3 separate regions of the Mus musculus genome follow, and regions 1 and 3 are each linked to region 2. A link is a contact called in public Hi-C data. All regions are on one chromosome and are shown on one strand. The core of a region is the stretch at or near the end of the contact, and the rest is flanking DNA. Distances in the headings are between cores, read along the strand shown.

The links. Hi-C and Micro-C count contacts between places; a contact is called where the count stands out from the background.
Region 1: a contact with region 2 is called in a Hi-C map of cerebral cortex, with 2.1 times the contacts expected there. The contact joins two enhancer-like sites. A contact is called at or near these places in 1 of 15 datasets of contacts at CTCF or cohesin (the NIH/3T3 cell line) and 3 of 484 Hi-C or Micro-C datasets (the 3T3-L1 cell line, cerebral cortex and embryonic stem cells).
Region 3: a Hi-C map of cerebral cortex shows a contact between it and region 2, with 1.9 times the contacts expected there. The contact joins two enhancer-like sites. A contact is called at or near these places in 1 of 15 datasets of contacts at CTCF or cohesin (the NIH/3T3 cell line), 1 of 484 Hi-C or Micro-C datasets (cerebral cortex) and 1 of 115 datasets of contacts at active chromatin or transcription factors (pancreatic cancer cells).

What each region holds. Positions count from the first base shown.
Region 1 is chr6:35,403,769-35,406,468 of GRCm38.p6, forward strand. No RefSeq gene overlaps it. Among named protein-coding and RNA genes, the nearest start is that of Gm38789, 7.7 kb to the right of the region's middle. Within about 2 kb of position 1,408, at least 8 of the 459 cell types and tissues checked have an H3K27ac peak or open chromatin away from gene starts, as enhancers often do. A contact at or near this core is called in cerebral cortex, where this site is marked.
Region 2 is chr6:35,597,618-35,600,317 of GRCm38.p6, forward strand. No RefSeq gene overlaps it. Among named protein-coding and RNA genes, the nearest start is that of Mtpn, 59 kb to the left of the region's middle. Within about 2 kb of position 1,359, at least 25 of the 459 cell types and tissues checked have an H3K27ac peak or open chromatin away from gene starts, as enhancers often do. A contact at or near this core is called in cerebral cortex, where this site is marked.
Region 3 is chr6:35,425,153-35,427,852 of GRCm38.p6, forward strand. No RefSeq gene overlaps it. Among named protein-coding and RNA genes, the nearest start is that of Gm38789, 14 kb to the left of the region's middle. Within about 2 kb of position 1,374, at least 73 of the 459 cell types and tissues checked have an H3K27ac peak or open chromatin away from gene starts, as enhancers often do. A contact at or near this core is called in cerebral cortex, where this site is marked.

The DNA of each region.
Region 1 (2,700 bases), core at 158-2,657, 190 kb before region 2:
GCCCCCTTTCCTGGTCTCTTTACTGAGCAGGCTGCTGAACAAACGTGAGGACACATGGATAATCTCCTTCTGATGTCTTATCATCAAGCCTCAGTGTTGTGGGAAGCAATTTTATTCCTTTATATTCAATGAAGGAGGGTCCCTGTGTCCTTGAAGCCGTTGCCCTTCCTAGCTTAGGTTTGCCTTGTACTGCAGCCAAGGCAAGTGTCCTAGCCCTGCCTCTCATGTTCCTGGCAGGGTAAATGGTCACCATGTCCTCAAAGATCAAGCCATGCCCCAACTGTCTAATATCACTGGGTCCTCTGTTTTCATGGCCACTTAACAATGTGATAGTGAAAGTCAGTGCAGAGCAAAGCTCCGTGTGTGTGTGTGTGTGTGTGTGTGTGTGTGTGTGTGTGTGGTTTTCTATTTCCTCAGCTTGGAGAACTCTAATGTAGTTCTAATGTAGTGATTTCTATGAATAGACTCTGGTGGAAAGGAACTACAGAGGGGTAGCGGTTATTGCTTAGGGCTGCTGCCTTCATTTGTCTAGATGTTATTTATAAAAGGGCACAAGGAAAGTCTTTGAAAGGGAAAGCCATGTTGAGTTTTGAGCCCTGGGCTGGACCTGTGGCTAGAACTCTGCTCTGACCAGTAGTCACATTCATTATTTGCCAACACGCAGACTTTAGATGGTGACCTATCCGTCCCCGGGCTAAGTTGATGCACCTGAGGCTCCAGCTCTTCTTGTCTTCATCTCTGAACTAGATGGGCAGATATGGGCAGGGAGGGGCATCTTTCAATTTCACACAGGGCTACCAACACCTTGGGCAAGGCTTTAAGTTTGAAGACCTGGTGTCCTCCAAAAAAACGTGATCTTAGAGAGGCATCCGAAACTTCGATACCATTGAGACAAATGAATGCCATCCCCTGCCCACCCAGAGAACCTGCCATGGCTGCTAAGGCCTCATTGGTTCCATAGTTACAGATTGGGGTAGGGGTGGGGGTGGGGGACCAGAGTTCATGATGGCTACCTCTAGATAGCAACAATGAACACTCTCCTCATTTTTTACAAACTGCTGAGGAGCTAAGTGGCCGCTGGGATCACAGAGACTGGGAGTCGGGGGACAGTGAGGGCATAGGAGGATTCTAGGTTCTGTTGTGCCAATGTTGTCCCTCTCCTGGGTGTTCCTTTTCCTTTGGCACTTCATCTGGGTTTCACCTTAGTGAATTTCACTTTGAAATGGGCTTAAAAAAAACCCCAGTCCTCTACAACTCAGAACCGGACCTTCAGCTTTGTTTGTTTACGTGTCCCACGGACCTCGGGGCTCCACTTTGGATCCACAGGACGGAGTGAAGCTGGCAGGTGCTACCTCCCACCACACAGCAGAGAACAGACAGGCACTAGGCTAGAATTCCAGGCTTCCTGCTGCAGCCTGGAAGGTGACCGGCATTCCCCACATTCTGTACTGGCATCGCATTGCACATTCGAGCAGGGGACTTGTTTCTCAAGAAAACGTTCCACAGGCATTTTCCCTGCAGGGAAGGCAAACACCAGGATCTGTGCCTGGAACTTTCTGCGTGGGGGGAATGTGAAGGGGCAACAGCCTTGGCAGCCTTGAAGAGCTGGCTCCCTCCCCTGGCTCCCACTGGGGTTCTGCCTGGCTCTGTTGATGCCAGGTTAACAAACACCTTCTTCTATCTCTTTCTGAAGGTTTACACGGACTTCTCAGGATTTCCTGGGGTGCGTGAGTGTGTTTGGAGAGGAGAGGCATTATTTCTTAAAGCCTCCAATACATTTTTAAAATATTTATTTTATAAATAGAATTACATATATTTATATATTCTTAACTGTGAATCCCTCCTTTCAAATGACGTAAGCTTGGGTCAAGCTACCATGAAAATATCCAGCACAGCATCTCAAGGTGAAGCGCTGAGGACCTCATTGGAGGAAAAAGGGCCTTTTAACTCTCTCTTCCCTTTGGATGCTGTACTGGTTAATTTTTGTCAACGCGACATCATTCAGGGTCATTTGGAAGAGGGAACTTTCTTTGGGAAAGTGCCTCCATCAGATTAGTCTGTGGTACATTTTCTTTCTGTTTTTGGACTGCTACTGAATGTGAGAAAGCTCTGTCCATTTCGAGTCTTCCTATCCTCGAGCAGGCGGCCCTGGGTTATATAAGAAAGCAGGCTGAGAAAACCGGGAGGAATAAGCCAGGATTCCTGCATGGTTGCTGCTTCAGTTCCTGCCATGGCATCCCTTCATGGCGGACTACAAACTGTAAGGTGATGGATGGAAACTCTTTCCTCCTCAGTTTACTATTGGCCATGGTGTTCATCCCACCAGTAGTAGCAGACAAGAACAGGTGCATCACTGCTCTTCTGGGGTCCCTGCCTCATGCAAGATGCTTGGAACCAAGAAAACTCTAGCGTCTGCCCTTGTGTTTTCTCTCAGTTGGCCAGACCTGGGTGCCCCAAAGAATAGGTTGTGGGTTTAATCCTGAGGAAAACTGGTTAACTGATCAAAGGGAGAACTATCTAGAGCAGACATTTTGCAAATTATGTTCATGGTTCTAGAAAAGAAGGCTTAGAGCAGCCTAACAAATAATATGCTGTCATATTTATATTATATGTAAAACAATAATATATAATACTATAATAATTATATATCTAATATATAACATATAATATGTAACATATTATGTAATATGAAATCTGTAA
Region 2 (2,700 bases), core at 109-2,608:
TCATTAGTTCTTGGGTTGTATGAAAGGTGATACTTGCCCAAGGTGCAAAGATTTTCATACATATTTTAATCATATGAAAAACATTTTCTTCACTGATTTTTTTTTTTTTGAGAAAAGCATCACTTAGGCTAAGATTATTCTATAGCAGCATTTCTTTATTTCCTTAATTTCATTTGGGGCCATAGAGTATCTAATCCAAGCATTAAAATTTGCATCTGTAAGATACAAACATGCCTGGATACATGTTTAGGAGTTACTAGATGTCCTAGAGTTAGTTCATAATGCTAATCTAAGAAATATACCATTTGGACTTTCTTTTTCAATCATTAATTCAGCCAGCCTTTGGGCTTTGCAATGTAAAATGTCCCTCACAGACTCATCTGTCTGAAAACTTGGTCCATAGCTAGTGACACTGTTTTGAGAGATTGTGAAGTCTTAAGGAGGTGGGACCTAGAGAGAGGGAGTAGACCCGTAGGGGTAGAGAGGCTTGTCTTAAAGTTACATCTGCTTCCAGCCTAGTCTTCTTGTTTCTAGAGTCTCAGAAACATAAGAAAGCTTCACTCACAACCCTGCTGACACAGCCATGAGCCTCCATGCTCTCAATGTGTTGTTCTGCTGGGACAGACTGTCTACTCAAACCACAAAAAGGAACCAGAATACATCCTTTTCCCTTAAGTTGTTTCATGTCAGATATCAAAAAGAGTAACTAATGAACAAACCAAGCATTTTTAGTACACAGGACGCATTCAGTGTCAGCAAGAGCAAGGTTTAATTTCTCTCGGAGGCACAAAAATCCCTTTCCTTCCATTCTGAGATCAATCTGTTCTCAGTTACATAAAAGTCACCATGACTGGAGAGTGGCTGAGTGCTAGGAACTGTACAGAGCCTTCCAGAGAATTCCAGCAAAGACCTGCAAAGGAGCATGAAGCCCATTTGCATGTGCTACAGCGCTAAATGCTAAACAAAGGCTCACTTAGTCTCAGCCACGAGGACTTTCCCTGCATACTATGGATACATGCTGGCAGATGCTGGCGTGCTTCTGTGAAGCGTGGGCCTCCTTGCTCGCGGGGCTGTGTCTTTGTGGAGACATAACCCAACTCATTGTGAGAAACCAGTGTGAAGAGGAGAACCTCTGATTAGTTATTTTCGTTTAGAGGGCTGTGCTTTGTCTTATTGCTTTCTGATTTGGCCCACAATTATTAGATAGGCGATCGTCTGAGAAAGTGCTATAAATTACTGCTATAAAGGACTTCTTTACACACAGCTCCTCTTTTATTATGAAGCAACACTTCCATAGCTATTTCTGCCTGTATTTATTCTCTGCCACATTTCTAGTAATTTTTCCCCCTTATTGGCAGGGCTTACATAATCACATACTAACACCTACAGGAATGAATCACAGCTCATCTTGCAGATTTATGGCGTGCCTACAGAAAAAAAAAAGTGCCTCATGATGCAAACTTTAAGGCTTAAATTATCTCTAAAAGCCCCACAACAGGCAATAGGCAAGTAAACAGCGTGATTTAGAGATCACAATTAAAAGCGAATCTGTTTAAGCTCATCTCTCCTTTATTTAAACATCAAGACAAGAAGGACCAAGGAATGCTATTAATAACCGATATGTCGTTTGTTCATGACACAGTTGAAGCTGAATGCTTCCACTGGTATCTCTCTCTCTCTCTCTCTCTCTCTCTCTCTCTCTCTCTCTCTCTCTCTCTTGTACTGCAACTAGCACTAAGACCATGGGTTATGGATTCTAGACAGAGTTTTCCAGAGCCCACACTTGTGCTTCTCAATCATTTCCATTTGCTACTGTCTCTGGTTGTGTCTGTGGTTGTGTCCTTTGTCCTACCAACATTCCCAGCCTCTTTACCATTCATTAACACCTCCACAAGTCTCCCCTTTTACTTTCTTGTTTTTCTTAATCCTCCCCCAGACCTTCTCTCCCTAAGCTCAATCTCTCTTTGAATGTCTTTGTTCCAGTGCCTCCCTTTCTGCCTTCTATCTATGTTTTCCCACAATTCTGTTTCTTTTGTTCTTGCATCTGCCAGTCTCCCTCACATTTGGGGCATTACTCTATGTCCAGCACTCAGTTAAGGGGTGGGGATTATAAAGATGGCGAGGGAGCTACATATGGTGTCCAAGGTTTGTGGTCTAATGGGGTAGAGAGTGACAGAAAGGAAAAGACAGGAAAAAATAAGGATAGAAATTGAGGGAAGAAGAAAAATTTTATGTGCTCAAATTGCCTAAAGCAGTATGCAGACACAGAACTCAGGGGATTCTGTGGAGGAAGTGAGGGACGATTGTAGGAGCCAGAGGGTCAAGGGCAGCACAAGGAAGCCTACAGAATCAACCAACCTGGTCTCATAGGGCCTCACAGAGTCTGAACTGGGGAGCTTGCATGGGACTGACCCAGGTCCTCTGCACACATGTTACAGTTGTGTAGCTTGGTCTTCTTGTGGGACTCCTAGCAGTGGGATTAGGGGCTGTCTCTGACTCTTTTGCCTGATTTAGGGACCTTTTACTCAGACTGGGTTCAGCCTCAATACAAGGGGAGGTGTCTAGTCTTTTATGGTATGCCATGGTTGTTTGGTATCCATGGGAAGTCTTCCCTTTACTGAAGTGGGTAGGAGAGGGGTAATGGGGGGAGGGACTAGGGGGATAGGAGGGAGGGGAAAGATTTAAGAGGGGATCTCACCC
Region 3 (2,700 bases), core at 124-2,623, 170 kb before region 2:
TTTCAAAGAATTAAAGGAGTTTGAACAAACAGGGAAGCAGCGAGGGCTTTTACTCAGAAGCAAAGTGAATGCATGGAGTGGGTGTGAAGCAAAGGAGGAGTGGGCTCAAACAAGGCTGCTCAGAATTCCTCTCTCACCTGGGCAACTTCCCTGTAAGCCTCCTGAAGAAGGCAGGGTTGGTTGGTAGGGGCAGCTTGTTTGTGAGCTTTTGCCAGTAAACTATTGGCAGACAGAATCTTGGATCTTCTGTACAGGCATGGGGCATGGGTATTAATTAACTATTATTATTATTATTATTTGGTTTTCCAAGACAGGGTTTCTCTTTATAGCTCTGGCTGTCTTGGAACTCACTCTGTAGACCAGGCTGGCCTCGAACTCAGAAATCCGCCTGCCTCTGCCTTCCATGTGCTGGGATTAAAAGCATGCACCATCACCGTTCAGCTTGGGGATGGGGCTTTAATCTCATAATTAAAAAAAAAAAAGTTAGTGCATTTAAGTATTTGGCTGATGTCCATGGAGGTCAGGTGGGGGCATCAGATCCTCTGGGATTGGATGGAGTTCCAGTTAGTTGTGAATCCCGTGGTGTGTAGGTGCTGGGAATCTAACAAGTCTTTTGTAAGAGCAGCCAGTGCTCTTCACTACTGAGCCATCTCTCCAGCCCCATGATCCACAGTTTTAATGACATACATGCCTAGTCATGCACAGATCTAAGATAGTAATTGGGAATTTCCTCTTAAAAATTCACTCTGAGCACCCTGTTCATCTAGAGCTGGTTCTGGTTGGCTCTACTCATTTCCTTCTAGTTTCAGGATGTTTGACTTTGAACTAACTACAAGTGGGTAGTTGTTGCGGAGCTCTTAGGGCAGAATGGCCAGTTGCTTTGCTTAGACTGATGTATGTGGGGTTATTGGTTGCTAAGCTATCCCTGCAAACTACATGCCTCAGAGGGAAGATCTTATGCCAAAGCCCTAACTCAGTGGTTTTTGTTTGGTGTGATTTTGTTCCCCAGTGGATATCTGGCATTGTTTTAAGGTTCTTTTTATGTAAGTGTTTGATCCATAGGCTTGAACCCAGGGCCTGTGCATGTTATACAAGTGTTCGTCTACTGAGCTGCACTCTCAGACCATGAGACATTTTTCTATTCTTATAGCTGGAGAGGTCCTAATGGCATCTAAGGCATGGAGGGCAGGGATTCTGTTCATCATTTTATGGTGAGCAGGCCAGTCCCCACTTCAAGGAATTATCCTGCTCCAATGCCAAGTGTGAGGGATCCGGGACTAAATTAGGAACCAGCTTGGCCCACTTAAGGACTAGAAATGAGGTCAGTGCCTGGCAACTGGTCTCGGAAGGAATGCATGACAGAATATGAGTCAGAGAGGTGGGCGGGCCCAGCTGACAACCCTTCTAGGACTTGATGAGGGCTTGAAGCTATCAGGGGGTCTAAGGAGGGAGGTGACTTGCTGTGATGTATATCCTAGAATGACACTCTACTGTCTGAAGACAGATGCCTGTGGGATGGGACAGAGGGCCTGCTACAGTTGACATCTGAGAGGGACAGTGCCTTGAAAAGGGGGACTGCAGGAGTGGGATGTAAGCGAGCCAGAGAGCTGATGGCACTTGTGTGGTGGGCTGGGTGAAGCTGAGGAAAAGTGAAGACTCAAGAATTACTTCTAAGGATTCAGTTTGAGCAAGAGGGTGAGGGAGGATATAATTCACAGTAATGGAATGACTGGGCAAGGTCTGGATTTAGAGAAAGCACAAAGTGTGGTTCTCTCTCTCTCTCTCTCTCTCTCTCTCTCTCTCTGTCTCTGTCTCTGTCTCTGTCTCTGTCTCTGTCTCTCTCTCTCTCTCACACACACACACACACACACACACACACACACACACACACACACTATAACCATAGCTAGCCTGGCTCAGAGCTGCCCAGATCAGTCTGCCTCTGTCTCCAGGATACTGGGATTGAACACTGAACCACCGTGCCAGGCAGTAGCATGTTTATTAGGAGCATCATTTAAGGGCCACTGAGTTGGCTCAGTAGGTAATGATATTGCTGTCCAACCACATGACTTGGGCTTGATTCTTGGAACCCACATGATGGAAGGAGAGCACCAGCTTCCCCAAGTTGTTCTGACCTTCCCACATGTGAGATGGCACTTTTGTACCTCCCAAACACACATACAAACATAAAGTTAGGAATGAGAGTTCAGCTTCTGTTATGGTAATCATGGTGTAGTTTGATGTAATTGCAAACACCCTAATTGCCCAATAATACAAGAGTAACTAGATAAATTATGGAACCAGTATAAAGGAATATGTAAATATGTTCATTAAGGTGGAAATATGGTCACAGTGATTATATGTGACAATGATTGTGAATCAGGATGGAGAATCTGGGTCCATGGGATGCTGGTTTCACTTCTGATACCAAAATCAATACAGCATAAAGCAACAAGTTAAGTGGAGAAGAGAAGCTTAAAAACCTGTAGAAGAAAAATATGGACAACTGTTCTTATAATCATGGGTGGTAAGAGCCTGACAGTATTATCCATAAGGGAAACCATGAAGGAGACATGAAAATAATTGAGCAATGAGAAAGCTAAATCTCTCAGAGAAGAAAAAAAAAACCTTACAAAGTAAAAAGGTCAGAAGGAAGGCTGGGAAGAATAATTCATGATGAATACCACAAAGAAATACTCT